Linked DNA regions of Oncorhynchus mykiss: region 2 is linked to region 1. The links are chromatin contacts, called in public Hi-C maps. All regions are on one chromosome and are shown on one strand. The core of a region is the stretch at or near the end of the contact, and the rest is flanking DNA. Distances in the headings are between cores, read along the strand shown. Region 1 holds the start of tmem131l (transmembrane protein 131-like). Region 2 overlaps tmem131l (transmembrane protein 131-like).

Evidence for each region. A called contact is a pair of places that touch in the nucleus more often than the background predicts.
Region 2: a contact with region 1 is called in a Hi-C map of liver, with 2.4 times the contacts expected there. The contact joins the enhancer-like site here to the promoter of tmem131l in region 1. A contact is called at or near these places in 3 of 3 Hi-C or Micro-C datasets (blood and liver).

The regions. Positions count from the first base shown.
Region 1 is chr10:55,042,161-55,044,779 of USDA_OmykA_1.1, forward strand. tmem131l (transmembrane protein 131-like) reads left to right here and starts at 1,294. Exons shown (of 34, transcript XM_021619108.2): 1 at 1,294-1,607; 2 at 2,515-2,585. The coding sequence starts at 1,484.
Region 2 is chr10:55,096,207-55,098,825 of USDA_OmykA_1.1, forward strand. It overlaps tmem131l (transmembrane protein 131-like), which reads left to right. Exons shown (of 34, transcript XM_021619108.2): 7 at 253-357. Among protein-coding and RNA genes, the nearest start is that of tmem131l, 54 kb to the left of the region's middle. Within about 2 kb of position 1,300, at least 5 of the 11 cell types and tissues checked have an H3K27ac peak or open chromatin away from gene starts, as enhancers often do.

The sequences.
Region 1 (2,619 bases), core at 44-2,543:
CAGCATGATCCTTACACAGGTGCACCTTGTGCTGAGAACAATAAAAGGCCACTCTTAAAATGTGCAGTTTTGTCACACAACTCAATTCTACAGATGTCTCATGTTTTGAGGGAGTGTGCAATTGGCATGTACGTCCAACTGGCCTCAACCTCAGACCACGTGTACCCACGCCAGTTTAGGACCTCTACCTGCGAGATTGTCTGAGACCAGCCACCCGGACAACTGATGAAACAAGAGTATTCCCCTTTTGTGGGGAAAAACAAATTCTGATTGACTGGGCCTGGCTCCCCAGTTGGTGGGCCTATGCCCTCCCAGGCCCACACATCGCTGCACCCCTACCCAGTCATGTGAAATCCATAGATTAGGGCCTAATGAATTTATATCAGTTCCTTAAATGAACTGTAACTCAGTAGAATTATTGCCTGTTGCATTTATTTTTGTTCAGTATATTTTACCTGAACCCTCTACCGTGTGCAGATATTATTTCAAGCATAACATACCTTGTCTAAACATGTTTGGCTTAAACGTTTGAACAATGACACACCCACCATGGAAGAGTATGTGTGATGAGTATGTGTGATATTTGTGTGTGAACCTGCTTAGCCTGTCCATTCTGATTCATTAAGGTTGACCTGAAGTCTGCACCCCAAAAAAAATTTGTTCACCCTTGAGCAGTAGTGTCCAAAATGTACTTAATTTACATATAGGCTTGTGACTTTTATGTATTCCACTAATTGTCTACCAGCCATTGTTGCTAACCTAACACTGGCCTACAGCATATGGCCTGTTTCAATGTTGAACTTGAATACCAATGTCCTTTATAACTCTTCAGTTATAAAACTAGTATTAGATGAAGTGCAAGAAATGTGCTTTATGTGACAGGGTTCTCATGGAATAATTTGAGTTTGCAGGACTTCATTGGTGTGGATGTTGGAGGGACTTTTAGTACTATGAATATTGCAGTTTGATTATTCTATATGGGAACCACATGATGGAATCTCTCTTAACCTTTGGAGTGATCTATTGATTGGCACAACGTTTTTCAACCTCAGTAGTATGGGGGATTTTAAAACAATGGGTCCACAAGCGCATCATCATAACCTAGATTTGCTTTGGTTGACCGCATGACAGTTGTTTGCCCGCGCGGGAAAAAAACGAAATAGAATGTTTCGCATAAACTTTGTTTTCTGCACGATTTATCTGCGTATTGGACTGGCCACGCGATATTCCCATGAGTTGAATCATTTGGTGCGTTTAGTTCTTCACGTTCAAGTCCACCTCATTGTGCCAAAATCAGCCAACGCAGGCAGGCCGATGAATGCAACGCCTTGGCTGTGGTCGGCGCATACTCTCCACACACACACAACGAGAAAGAGGGCGAGGAACAGAACAGGGTGGGAGGGTTTGCTAGACGGGGAGCGAAAGCAAGAGAAAGAGAAAGCCAAGCGTAGCACAAGGCAGGCTGCTAGCTGAACAGGGCAGCATGGCGGTGGTACGGGAGTTCCAACAAGGCAGCCGCTGTCACAGAAAAACGTGGATTAATATTATACTCGGAATTCTACCGCTACTTTTGCCCTGCGTACAGCATGGAGGGGCTCAATTGCAAGGTCTGGTGAAGTACAATTTTCTTCAATAATTAACGTTAACCACCCATTGCGAAAATGTCGGCGAGAACTGCCAGTAACGTTAGAGCGAACGTTACCGAGTTGACAGTGAGGACAAGTCGCTATGCGAAAACGGGAGGGCTACTGCAACCATCGTATTGTGGATTCCAATTCGGCATAATTTGCGTGATAATTTCAAATGTGTTAATGTCTGCAGAAATGTTGCGAACGTCGTTCACTTATAAGTGTTAAGACTATTTTATTAAGTATTATTTTTTTTAAATCAGTGGACAGTTTCCTGTGTTGGTTCATGCAAGCCATAACGTTATTTCAGTGAAGTGTCGCGTTACAGTAGCTAGCGAATTTAGCTACAAGGGAACTTCGTTTAATGATAGTTAGCTTACCAGATGCCATTGTTTTCACTTTGGTTGGGTGTTTTTAAATGTTTCAGTGTATTTATTGGTTATGTTATAAATGTATAGCTCGGCTTTTATAAATGTTAAAGCTATGTGTTTACACGCTAGCAAAGCCAAAGCTAGCTAACCTAAAAGCAACGTTTGATAATATTTTGGTGGGTGCTTACTGGCCTATTTAACACATGTACAAGTGTGTATTAATACTGCATGTGTGAATTGAAAAATGTGATATCCCAACTCTCCCCGAGCAACCCTCGGAGAGTGGGATCATGGGCAGTTGAATACACGCCTTTGTCAGTCATGCATTTGCACAAGTGTATGCTAAACGTTGACAAACAGCCGTTTGCGCTGTCCCCCGTTATAATTTTTTTGGGGGGTAAAGCATTTTATCAAGACATTATTTCTTTGCCCGCTATCTGATGTGCTTGACAGCGAGTGTTTTCTGCTCAAGCTTTCACATTTACACCTCGTCCCCCTCTCTTCCTCCCACCAAGCCCTGAGTCAAATGTCCAGCGTGGTCGAGGTCTGGCAAGCTGAGGATGCTGACCCAGTAGCCCCAACTCAGGTAAATGCAATACACAATTTATTGAGCTGGTATA
Region 2 (2,619 bases), core at 50-2,549, 54 kb after region 1:
TCACTCTCCGGTGTTGTATACATCATGGCCACTATTAGCATAAGCAACATTAGCATGCGACCTTGGATTCATTCACTCCCTTTGATTTAATATTCTGTGGTCTAATCAGTCCCTTTACAATGGCCAAGTAAACAAAACTCCACTTTTGGATTGCACACTCTTCTGACACATTAGACATCTCTCGAGGTAAAATAAGTAATTTCTGTCATATTATATGAACTGTCTCTTTAACAGTGATGTCCTTTCACCCAGGTTTTTGGTTTGGGCGTCCACCGGGGCTCTTTAAAGGGGGTCAATAGGAAGGACAGTGTCCTCATATTCCCCCACATCCAGAGCATCAAGCTTAGCCAAACTCAGGTACGTCCATTCCATTCAACTCAACACACTTGATTTATTGCCCAACAGGCAATTGTTCCTGGACAAGGAAGTCAACAGACATGTGGCAACAGGATACATATGTTTACCACAGTACTATAAAGACTTACACACATGCCATAACAACAAGCAAACACATTTACCACAGAAAACTTGCTAGCATGGCCCTCTGCCCTGCTCTGCAGTGTGCAGGCCTTGCTGTATTGTCAGCTGCTGGCTATCAGATGTCAATCTTCCCCTCGTTGCCAGTCCCAATACAGAGAGAACCCAACACAGAGGCATAAACACACACTTGCATGAGGCGTACGCGCACACACAAGGTATATACACATTCATGCATGCACACACATGATCAATCACGTTCATATTTGTGTATACACAATCACACTCTTGTGCACACACACACACACGCACGCGGAGCATGAAAACAGTCCCATCACACACGCACTCGCACCCACTTTTAAAAACATCAAGGGAAGACGTGAAAGCGACACAAGGCTTCTTCGGAGGAGCGTTACCCTCGGCAACAGGAAGCAGGTGGCAGTTACAAAATGTCAGCCTGGCTGCGTTCTCACAATCACTCAGACTTGCTTCTAGTCTTTATTTAAACATTTATTGCAAGATGGTTGTTTTTGTTATTTCTCAGTATGGCTCACTTAATAAATCGACCACTTATTTTTAACACGCTCTTCTGTTACAACACTGAAGTTTTACAAAACAAAATATGGGCTGCGTCTTAAATAAATGCCCCCCTATTGCCTATATAGTACACTACCTTTGATCAGTGCTCCTATATAGAAAATAGGGTAGTGTTGAAATAATGCACTATAAATAGAATAGGGTGCCATTTGGGACAACCATAGTTTCTTCACTGATCTGGATATACTTTTATGCGAGGTAGACAGGCGTTGTGAGAGTAAAGTTGTTCCTGTACGGTGTCTGTGGTTTGTGTTGCTGTAACACGGCCTGTTGAGCTGCTGAACATATGAACAGGTTTAAATATAGACCGAGTTTTGGCAGCCAGATTCAAATTTAGTTCCCCCTTCCCTTTATTTCATACACCCTGTCACTGTATTTCTGTCTCACTTTCTATCTTTATTTCTCTCTCTGGCTCTTTAGTGGGGAGGTTGAAATTAAGTCTCTCTCTTTCTCTCTCACCAAGTCATTGGACGAGGTTACTGTTATTTCACAGTGTGTACTGGAGCTTTGAGCTCACCACCACTTTTGATATTAAATAACGCACTACGCACCAATCCAAATACACTGTCATGTATGAATACTGTCACCTAAGTATAAGGTCTTGACTAGTGAAGACTTGTGTCAAAGAGATCTGCCTTGTAGTTGGGATAACCTATAGGTCATGTTGATAAATCAATCAATCAGTTTTGAATTTATAAAGCCCTTCTTACATCAATAGTTGTCACAAAAGACTTTACAGTAAATAACCCGGTCTAGAACCACAAAGGTCATAGGGTTCAATGACTCAGGGCAATGATGCTGGTCATGTACACCACCTTTCAAAAGTTTGGGGTCAATTAGAAATGTCATTGTTTTTGAAAGAAAAGCTAATTTCTGTCCATTAAAATAACACAAAATTCATCATAAATACATTGTAGACATTGTTAATGTTGTAAATGACTAGTGTAGCTGGAAACGGCTGATTTTAAAACAATAAAAAAAAAATACATTTTAAAATCATTTTTAATGAAATAACTTCATAAGCGCTCATTATCGGCATCTATCACTCCTGCGTTCCAATGGAAGTTGTTTGCTAATCCAAGTTGATCATTTTAAAAGGCTAATTGATCATTAAAAAACCCTTTTGCAATTATTTTAGCACAGCTGAAAACAACTTTTGTACTGATTAAAGAAGCAGTATAACTGGCCTTTAGACTAGTTGAGCATCAGCATTTGTGGGTTTGATGTCAGATGTCAATCTGGCTCAAAATGGCATGAAACAAATAACTTTCTTCTGAAACACGTCAGTCTATTCTTGTTCTGAGAAATGAAGGCTATTCCATGTGAGAAATTGCCAAGAAACTGAAGATCTTGTACAGCGCTGTGTACTACTCCCTTCACAGAACAGCACTAACTGTCTCTAACCAGAATAGAAAGAGGAGTGGGAGGCCCCGGTGCACAACTGAGCAAGAGGACAAATACATTAGTGTCTAGTTTGACAAACACACTCCTCACAAGTCCTCAATTGTCAGCTTCATTAAAACTTCTTCAGGATTGGTGGGTGTG